Linked DNA regions of Mus musculus: region 2 is linked to region 1. The links are chromatin contacts, called in public Hi-C maps. All regions are on one chromosome and are shown on one strand. The core of a region is the stretch at or near the end of the contact, and the rest is flanking DNA. Distances in the headings are between cores, read along the strand shown. Region 1 overlaps Rgs6 (regulator of G-protein signaling 6). Region 2 holds the start of 1700085C21Rik (RIKEN cDNA 1700085C21 gene).

What was found. A called contact is a pair of places that touch in the nucleus more often than the background predicts.
Region 2: a contact with region 1 is called in a Hi-C map of cortical neurons, with 1.8 times the contacts expected there. The contact joins the promoter of 1700085C21Rik here to the enhancer-like site in region 1. A contact is called at or near these places in 6 of 484 Hi-C or Micro-C datasets (8-cell embryo, the HL-1 cell line, the HPC-7 cell line and 3 more) and 2 of 115 datasets of contacts at active chromatin or transcription factors (embryonic fibroblasts and embryonic stem cells).

What each region holds. Positions count from the first base shown.
Region 1 is chr12:82,903,287-82,908,690 of GRCm38.p6, reverse strand. All of the region lies in intron 2 of Rgs6 (regulator of G-protein signaling 6), which reads right to left. Among named protein-coding and RNA genes, the nearest start is that of 1700085C21Rik, 33 kb to the left of the region's middle. Within about 2 kb of position 2,735, at least 13 of the 459 cell types and tissues checked have an H3K27ac peak or open chromatin away from gene starts, as enhancers often do. A contact at or near this core is called in cortical neurons, where this site is marked.
Region 2 is chr12:82,936,248-82,941,651 of GRCm38.p6, reverse strand. 1700085C21Rik (RIKEN cDNA 1700085C21 gene) reads left to right here and starts at 2,497. Exons shown (of 3, transcript NR_046045.1): 1 at 2,497-2,647; 2 at 4,077-4,132. All of the region lies in intron 2 of Rgs6 (regulator of G-protein signaling 6), which reads right to left.

The sequences.
Region 1 (5,404 bases), core at 1,486-3,985:
GAAAAAGACCACCCTTATTCCCTGAGACTCAAGGGCACAAAGAGGAAGCTGAGGCCACAGATGGCTCATGCTTCTCCCTCCATATGAAGAGCGGGCTGTAAGCTCCTTCACGTGACACAGGAAATAGCATCTCCAGGCTGCTTTTTGCTCTTGGTGACTATCTAAAATGTCAAGAGGTTGTATTGTATGTGAGTATGGTCACGTGCACACAATGGCGTACGGTGTGGAAGTCAGGACAACTTGGACAAGTCAGTTCTCTCAGTCTTTGTTTACATAGGTTCCAGGGATGGATTTAGGTCACCAGGCCTGCCATTGGTGGGCATCCTTCATGCTGAAGCACCATCTTGCTGGCTTATATTCTAACTCATAAGCAGCCTTTGGCTTTGAGTGCAAATGCAGAAGCAGAATGACTTTTCACCTCATGCATGTGCACGTCACCATCGGTCTACCCAACCTAAGACACAGACTGATGAATCGCGTAGTCCTCAGAAGGCAATGGTTCCACCTATGAGCTTATCAAAGCAGACCAGAGACATGAGAACACAGACCTATTCAAGTCACAGCAGAAAAACCAGGCACGGGTGATTACTGTACACTCGAGACCAAGCAGGCTGAACACCCTCACCTGGACTCCATAAAGAGGATACCTACTATTATGATCATGATGGCCTCCCTGATCTCTTGTCATGTGACTGTGTGTGTGTGTGTGTGTGTGTGTGTGTGTGTGCAGATTGTAAGGGTAGGGTGATAAATAGAGTTAATATTAGAATAAAAAAGTCTATATTTGCCAATGGCCAGCTGTCGAGGGAAAGCAGGAATACTTGGGCGGATTGCAGCCGATAAAATCAATGTTACCTGTGAGTTTGTTGTGATTCTGAGTGTGGAAGGACACAAGGGTGCACATATGCCTTTGGCATTTCACACTCATGACATCCCAATGTACTTTTCTCATCCATCCCATCGGTCTATTCCTCTTCATTCTCCCTGAAACCTAGAAATTAAAACTCAAGACTTAACTCCTTCTGTTACCATAGTCATAATGTCTCAGAAGCCAAACTCTGAGTGCCCCATAAGGCAAGTTTGGCCACTTGCCCTATGAAAATCAAGCAAAAGTAATGATGGAAAGGATTCCCATAATCAATATGGCTATTTTGGGGAAGATGGTCTACATGAGCTCCCTGGTTATGGGAGGGAGGGATGATAGAAACTGTGTAGACTTGGCCGTATTGTGGTCTGATGATTACTATCTCAGGATTGGTCAACTCAGGATATAGTCATTCCTGCCAGGTGAGAGGCAGTAGATTCTATTTCAGCCATAAAATATGTATTTTATGGCTGAGGTAGCTCCATGGCTAAGAGTGTTTAATGCCCTATTCAAGGACTGGGGTTTGTGTTCCAGTAACCATTTTGCATAGCTTACAAGTGCCTATCACTGCAGGTTCAACAGATCTGATGCCTTTTCTGGTCTATGTAGGCAATTGCACATTTGTACATGCATGCATGTACACACACACACACACACACACACACAGACACACACACACACACACACACACACACTAAAATAAAATCTTTTTAACAGATATTTATCCATAAAGTGTTGTTTCTGACATCCAGGGTGAGTATAGAAGAGAATGAGACAACTAAGAAACCAGATACTAAATAAGAGGAGAGAAGCCAGGTTTTCATTCTGACCCAATTGACATTTGTTAGCCCAGAGGATGTCACTGCTCATAGCAGTTGCAGCCTCTGTTCTTGTTTCCCATGCAGCCATTTCCTTATGAAGGTTCTATGTCCCATAGATGTGTGTGCAATAGATGGGTATGCCTTTTGTCTTCTTCATTTGTTTTCTGTTACAGGGACCAACAAGCCCGAGGCAGTTAGAAGGAAAAGACACTGTTCCTTGTCTTTGCTCATACCCTCTAGACTCCTGGAACGAGGCGGTAATAAAAAGCAGACAGCCGCTGAGGCTGTTTTATTAGCGTTTTAAAACTTTGTGCACAGTGTGCCTTTACTGCCTGCACCAGGGACTGGCTCACCTTGGTTTCCCAGCGATGCCTTGAAAGTGGAAGCTAGGATGGTCCTCCCAGGATGAACGTAGGCACAGGCATGAGGGAGCACTGATGCCCCTCCACCACCTTTTGTCTCCAGACAGTCTGAGACAACTAGGCTCCTGGTATGGAGGTGGGGGTGGGCCGTGATGGTGGTAGGTGGATGGTTGCCTGTGGAGCCAGTCACAGTCTCCACTAGGAAGTAAAATGGTTGACATTAAGCACTCAGGTACAGCTGATCCCTCTCACCTTAGGAGGCAGGGAAAGTGGAAAGCACCCACCCAGGAAGGCATGGGGGGGGGGAACACACCTTTGTCACCCTATGGGGTTATAAAAAGTACTGCTTGCTCCCTTGTTGGGTGCAGGGGATTAGATAGCTGAGAAGGTTAGTCTGAAAGAAAATATCTCTAAATTAAAAGAAAGAAGGAAAGAAAGACAGGGGGAAGGGAGGGAGGGAGGGAGAGAGAGAGGGAGAGAGAGAGAGAGAGAGAGAGAGAGAGAATAAAGGAAATACACTGGCAATTCTCAGTTAGGTCATATGGGCAGCCTTCCCTGTCTTGATGTCACTCAAGGAGTAGAGTCTTCAGGGGCTCTGCATGACTCCATATGCTTAGCTGTTCCTAGGGTAGACTGCCAGGGGACTTTTCTGACTTGCTAAATGCAGCTGCTTCTCTGTCTTCTCTATATAATTAGATTCGCTGAGCCAAGCCAACAAAACATTGAGGATTGAAATTCAAAGGAAGCCTCCAGGAAACCTTTGGAGAGTAACATTTCTGGCTCTGAGCTCCCAGTTTGCACTCTTCTCTCTCTCTCTCTCTCTCTCTCTCTCTCTCTCTCTCTCTCTCTCTCTCTCTCTCTCTCTCCCTCTCTCATAGACTGATAGACTGAATTGTATTTCCTTTGTAGCTTACTCATAGTGCTGAAGATTGCAAGTCACTTTGCCCTAGACTGTCCTAGAACAGCTGAATCCATGACACTGGGCAGCAGGAGGTATGAAGGTGAGCACAGGTCCTTTTCCTAGGGCAGGTTTGAGAGACTCTTCCTCTAACAAATTAGAAGGAACCAGGTGGTTTCCTGGGAACAACGCATTCACCCTTTAGGGTAAATGTGGATGAGGGGGAGAGAGTTCATCTGGCTAGAAATATCTTTTCACCCAAGTGATTTATGACGAGCAGAAGGCACAAGCCAGAAGACCGTGAACACTGCTGTGCAGACGTGCAGCAGAGAGCCAGTCCCAAGAATGGCACTGCAATAAATGGTGAGCAGTCCTTTAGAGATGTGTAACCCATTTTCTCCCACCATGCCTTTCCATTGACGCTTTCCTATTGTATCAGCCACAAAGCTACAGGAAGATGCTTGAAGCAAGGGTGGTTGTCCTGGCCAAGACTCAAGGAACTGAGATTTGCTTCAGTAATAACCATTTCCTAGGTGAATCCTGAGTGAGGCGTTCATTTGGTTTTACATCCTTTGTGCTCTTAACTATGGATCCCTAGTCATAATGCTCAGAAGTTTTAACCGTTCCCACCATGACTTCAATTTGAAATAAATGAACTTGGTGTTGAGTAACATACAATAAATTCTTTGAAAGCTGCAAGCCCTGTTCACTCAATACAGCTCTGCCCGCATTTGCCTATTTTGTCTTAAGTAATTGTCATTCCATATGAGAAAGGCCATAGTGGATCAGAGACTAGGAGCAGTGGCCAACTCCCTCATTATAGAATTCCCTCCTTCTTTTACCTATGAGGCAAATTGCCCTTCTTCCTTGTCCATGTTAAACAAAAGGAAGTGGGGGAGTACTAGATTTTTCAAAATACTTGCTGGCTGCAAAAGACCAAGGGATGAACAGTTCCCAAAGATTTCTACCAGATGATGTGTGTGAGACCTTCCACTGCTGGCATTCTACTGGTAAGGAGGACTTTGGGAACTTTTGGCTGCACTGATCAGGTTCCACAGCTTCAAATCAGTAACATACATGTGCCCTGGGTATTGCTTATACAACTCATCATACAACTTAATTATCACAAAGGATAGAGCTAGACAAATGACTCCTTACCAACATAGCTGAGTCCACAAAAATTTATCCTAAGGAGGTCTCCCAGGCAGCTGTCTATACATATGCATCCAGTTGTGGCCATATATGAATTCTTTTATTGATGAGAACATGTACCTGGACCCAAAGGATCAGCCCTGCCTCCTTTGAAATGAGCAAATACATTGATATTGCAACCAGAGTTTTAGGGAAATGCTTGGCCTCTGGCAGCACAAACAAGCTAGGCAAAGGGACCTGTCCCAGTATTCAACCTAGGAGAAGTGTAACACTGAAAGCAGAGAGAGAATTATTCAGTGTGGGCTACATCGGGAAGAGGAATAAATCTAGCATTCAGTGAGCACATCCCTAGTCTATCTTTGGGTCACAGACTTATGTAAAATAAATAAAGAATTGGGGCAAGAGTCTGGGAGCACATATGATTAGGCCATTGTGGTCAAGGTATGCTCTTAGTCTTCAAAGTGGTCTAAGGATGTCATGTAGCTGTTAATGCTTCAGATCTGGTTAGTTATCAAAACACAGCTTTGCTCTAACTTTGGCCTTGCTGTGGTTTGAGTACGGCCCCTATGGGTACGTGTGCTAATAGCTTGTTCCCCTATGCAATTAGAGGGGTTGACCATAGAGGATTGGGGCCTAGTGAGAGGTGGTTTGTGGGGCTGCCTTTAGAAGGGGTGCTGGCTGTCTGCAGTGAGATGGCCCTTGTGAGAGGGAGCTCTTACAAAGTGAGGCCAGCCCACCCACTTGCCTCGACTCTTCCTGCACACAGCATGGTCCCTCTTTGCTTTTTTTTTTTTTTTTTTTTTTTTACCATGTTGTGACATAGGCAAGGAGGCCTTCACCAGAGGCCGGCTCAGTGGGAGCCAGTGCTGAGCTTCTGCTCTCCAAACTGTGAGCTAAATAAATCCCTTCTGCTTACAAAGGTCCTAGCTTCAGGTATTTGGTCATAAATAGAAAGTGAGTCATATAGGCTTGCTCTTTCTGTCTCATGACCTTTGTTTCTACCATGTTACCACACAGTATGGATTCCTTGCCAGAAGCTGGAGCTATGCTAATAGATGCCCAAGCGTCCCAGAACCCAAATGAAGCAAACCGTGGTTTACAAATTACCCAGAGGTTTGGGTGATATTGTGCTTAAATAGAAAAAAAAGAGAAGGGATTAAGACAACCACTCAGAGAGTTTCCTGTAAGTGTAGCAGCTATAGTGACATACTGCCATGCGCTCTGGTCGAGTCAGCTTAAGCCGAGAGGCTTGAAAGTCACTCATGAGGCAAAGAGCTTCAAGGAAGCTCTCCTCCTGGAGTCTGGC
Region 2 (5,404 bases), core at 1,248-3,747, 33 kb before region 1:
CAAGAATATACCCTTGGGAGGGACATCCGCTCCCACAAAACCGGATATCCACAGGGAAGAGCTCAAAGGCCATTCTCACACCATACCCAAGTTAGCACCAGGATGACTTGGCTTAAATATAAGTTGAGAATTGATAAAACTGCAAGAAGAAAACCCAGCCGTAAATTAAGGTAGAGAAAGGGAGAGAACTTTTACAGGGTGTTGTGACTGGTAGTGGTTAATGTTGAACACTGGGGACTCTGAAAACTCAGGAGCCATGAAAAGACCAACTAAACCATGAGCTGAACAAGACATAAACAAGACACAGAAATGGCCAGCAGCTACCTAGGAAAAAATGTCCAATGCCATGGGATAAAAGAGACAGGTCAGCCTTACACCGGCTGACATAGCTGGTTGCTTTGTTGTTATTTGTTTGTTTTCTGGGTTTTTTGTTGTTGTTGTTGTTGTTGTTTTTTAAAGGCATGTGTTCCCAAAGAGGTAGAGGAATGGGAGCTCTTGTCTAGGTGGGTGAGGATGTGAGATGGTGTCCCTGCTGTGGGAAGGAGTGTAGAACTGCCATGGGAGGCAGCAATCCCGCTGCTGAGCCCATGTCCAGAGTAACTGAGATCAGAATCCAGAAAAGAGAGCTGCACTCCTGAGTCTCCTGAAGCATCATTTACAGCAGCCAAGGTACAGAAACATACCCAGATGTCCACTGGCATGGACAGAGAAAGTGAAGCATGTGTGCTCTGTAGAGTATTGTCCAGTCTTAACAACCAAAGGAGGTCCTGCCATGGTACACAGTGAGGATAGACTGTAAGAACAGTAGGGAACAAATAGGAGCACCACACTCTTCTCTGAATATTTTACAACAGCCAAAGCCATAGAAACAGAAAGTAGTAAAGTAGTTGGCAGGGATTGGGAAAGGGGAGGAATTAGGAATTATTATTCATCAGAGAGAAAGCTTTCCATTTTAAACACGTGGTAATGTTTTCCCCCCCTCTTCCACTTACCACCTTTATTGACTTTATAACTTGAGTGGCAGAAACCCAATGCCACTTGTATCTGTGGTGGGGCTAACACAGCTGGCTCTCGGATTTGGCACTTTTCCCTTCCCTTCTCTTATTCTAAGGAACTGCTAGATTCCCAGTTTTCAGCCCACTCTCCTGCCTTACTTCTGTGTCAGCACACCACGACTGTCTCCGTCTTAATAGAAACCAGTTACTTTCAGAAAATGAGTTCACTGGGGCCACATGTACGTTCTCTATCATTGACGAAGCATCTGCCTACATAGTCATTTGTGAGTCTGAGATCATCGCCACCTGTCCTATAGAGATAATATATTTGCTTTAATGTTGTAAGTCTGTGAACCCTGAGCTTGCATTTTCTGCGAGAAGAGGGATTTGTGAAGTCAGAAGACCTAGGCTGAGTCTCACCTGGGACATGACCCTGTATAGCAGAATGGCCCCAGGCAGGAAGCTCTGCCTTGGCATTTGCAAGAGAAGTGGCAACTACTCAGAACAGAACAAATGTGAAAGACAGCTGATTTTGGGCACTGAGAGATTAATAATATGTTATTCGCTTTTATTTCATTATTTATTGCATTATTTCTCTTCTCACCCCATGGTCACTTCCATGAGAGAGAGATGTCATTGTCTCTCTCTTCTTTCCTTTGTCCTTGGTGCAGGAAATAATGCCTGACACACAGCTGGTGCTCAAAATATTTGTTCAGTGAATGTGTTAGTAGACGACATTTTTACAGTTGTTCTGTGAGTTCGAATCATGGCTGCCATTTTTCATCTATACCGACTGGTCCATGTGAGCGAGACTTGAATCCCAGACATAGAACGTTTGAACCATAACCTTGAGAGACTCAGGGCAAGCAAACTATATTTATTTATGATGTCATTCCTGCCACTCCATTTCTAAAATGAGCCTTTTTCTCCAATCTCTGCTATTTTGATAACCTACTTACCTACTACTGTTATGCCTCAACTTTGAGTTCCAAATTTACCCATTGCCTCCAGCCACACATGAAAGATAAGACCCATTACTTTTTTTTTTTCGAGACAGGGTTTCTCTGTATTGCCCTGGTTGTCCTGTAACTCACTTTGCAGACCAGGCTGGCCTCGAACTCAGAAATCTACCTGCCTCTGCCTCCCAAGTGCTGGGATTAAAAGCGTGCGCCACCACGCCCAGCTTACTTTTTGGAAGAAAAATCCAGGTAAATACTCCTTGTCTTCCCCCTAGGTTCTCCTCTAGCTTCTTCAATGCCTAGGCCGGTTGTACATTGAGCTCCCTGGTGAGTGTAGGATACCAGAATGCAACCCCAAGGTCCCATTGGTGTGACTTTCAGCATCTGCTTGAAGGTTCCACCCTGCACCTGTCTCCCCATTTTACATCTACTATGGACTAAATGTCTGTGGCCCTTCAACATTCTTATGTTGGAGCTCAATGCCCAATGCGACAAACCATCATAGGCTGTAACTGTGATGTCATAGGCGGGGCCCCAAAGCAGAACAACTGGCATCTTTTAAAAAGCAGATACCAGAAGGCTTGTTCTCTTCACACACGTGCACAGAGTTGGCTGATGAGGAGGAAGAACGAGCCCTCGTCCTGCCCTGAGCCCTGCTGGACTTTGCCCGTGTACGTTTCAGCTTCCTAAAATGTGAGAAAATACAATTCTCATCTTGAAACTATCCAAGAAGGGAGCATTTTGCCATGGCATCCATAGCAAACTGCTCAACCCTCACCCTCCCCGACTTTCTAAACAACAGGCTCCAGTGTTAAACACAACCCTCACAGCTCACAGAGACTGCCCGTGGCTGCCACCATTGTGCAAGGTGACATTCCTATCACAGTGGCCTAGGCAAGACAGACCCTGTCATTTTTTTAAAAGATATTTTCTTTATTTACATTTCAAATGCTATCCCCTTTCCTAGTTTCCTCTCTGAAAGTCCCCTATATCTTCCCCGACCCTGTTCCCCAACCCACCCACTCCTGCTTCCTGGCCCTAGCATTCCCCTATACTGGGGCATATAATCTTCATAAGACCAAGGGCCTCTCCTCCTACTGATGGCTGACCAGGCCATCTTCTGCTACATATGCAGCTAGAGACACGAGCTCTGGGGTACTGGTTAGTTCATGCTGTTGTTCCTCCTGTAGGGTTGCAGACCCCTTTAGATCCTTGGGTACTTTCTCTAGCTCCTTCATTGGGGGCTCTGTGCTCCACCCAATAGATGACTATGAGCATCCACTTCTGTTTTTGCCAGGCACTTGCAGAGCCTCACAGGAGACAGCTATACCAGGCTCCTGTCAGCAAATCTTGTTGGCATATGCAATAGTGTCTGGGTTTGGTGGTTGTTTATGGGATGGATCCCTGGATGGGGCAGTCTCTGGATGGTCCTTCCTTCAGTCTCAGTTCCCAGTACGGCATTCAGACATTTGAGGTGCAAGTTTTTTACATTAAAAGCAGGCCCCCGTCAACTTTTTCATGGGGGCCCATCCTCAGAGCTACATTCTGGCATTGACTCAGCACAAGGGAAAGAAAAGCCTTATCTGCCTTAGCTGTCCTGTAAACTTCATCAGACCTGCCTGGAAGAGCCTGGATCTGCAGGGAAACCTCCCTTGCTGTGACCTCGTGAGCACCCAGAGAGGTTGCCACCCACTTCACCATCTCCCTGTTAACTGAACACCTCTGAGGTCCTAGGACCATGCCCGGTTCTTAGGCTTCAGCAGAGAGCAAAACGGACCTTCCATTCCGTTTCCCTGCCTCTGTTCAGTTTGTCTTTCGCCAGAGCAGTGGTTCTCAACCTTCCTAGTGCTGCAACCTTTTAATTCAGTTTCTCACACTGTGGAGGCCCCTAACCATAAAATATTTTTGTTGTTACTTTATAACTGTAACTTTGCTACTGCTGTGAATCATAATATAAATATCTGGTATGCAAGATCTCTGATACACAATTCCCGTGAAAGGGTTGTTCGGCCCCCAAACCACTGCACTAGAAGCAGACTGGCAAAAACCAGTAGAAACCAAATATTGAACTTGTATTTTAGGTAAGCATTTACTAATACTTTGTTTATTATTCCTCTCCCAGTAGGACTTCTGAGATACCTCAACTATCCCCAACTGGTTTAGATGTGAGAAAATAAGGTATTTTTAAAAATCACTTTTCCCCCAGAACCAATGTTTGCTCCCTGGAGGAACAGAGAGAGGCCTTATGAATCAAAGCTGGCTTCTAAGGTCACTCAGTGCGAGCACCCACCGTGCTATGGTCTAGAAGGTCCACTCAGTGCTAGCACTCCATGTAGCCCCTCCTAGGCTAGTCTCAAGCGTCTGCTGATCTGGGCCTCCATCTGGAGGTACTGAAGGAAAACTCACTTGTGCTGGTATCAGAATTAGGTTCCTTGTAGCTGTAGCACTGAAGGCCGGCACCTCACCTTGCTGCTGTGAGTCCAGGACAGGATCACACAGGCTGTCCATACACTTTAACATGCAGGCTCCTCAACCTTCAGATAACCAGGTACGCAAACTAGTTCTCAATTGCTACTAACCAGGGAACGCGCTTGGCTTTTCAAGGGCCATATGATTAGGCCAGACCCATCCAAACAACATCCCTGGCCATAAATCTATGTCATGTAACATACCTAATCACAGAAGCAAAATTAATCACATCTGTGGAACCAGAGATCATGCATAGCATGAGTGTCCTTGGGGAACCCACCCCAGAGCCCCCGTAAAACGCCAAACAATTGATTTCATTTGGAGTGATAGCTTTTCTTTTCCTTTTCTATCTTCTTTTTGGGCAAACATATTTACGTTCTCATTTACTACTAGGCCACACACCGTGGCGTTGTCACAAGGCTAAATGTCTTCATTGTTTAAGTTTTCAATTGCTGGGTCATTTAGTTCCAAGCTTTATGATGTTTTCCTTAAATGGATTAAAACAACAACAAAGAAAAACAAAAACAAAAAAAACCCCATAGAACATTAAAATTGCAAGCATATCTTCCAAAGATAACCAACATACCGGACAAGTGCATACTTTTGTTAGTTATTATATGAAAGCTAATTCCATGTTTGATGAAGTAAGTTGCTGGAGTTGATAGCGTCGGGTGGCATTTGTTGGAGCCGGGGCGGTAGAACTTTACTCTGATAGATTAGGATAAGTTTTCTGTAGTTGGCCAGCCTGTAATGTGGCTAATCCCAAGGAGGAAAGCAGGGCGAGCTGCCTCTGCTAGCTTCCCACTGTTGCCTGAACACCTGATCACAAACTTAGTGACTGAAAGCAGAGCTGTTTACTGTTTTTTGCCAGAGCTGAGAAGTCTGGAGTGGCTGGAGAAGCTGAGTCCTCTCACGTTCCTAGGAGAGACTCAATGGCTTGGCTCTTGCAGCTCTAGGCTGCATGCGATCTTTAGCTTCTAG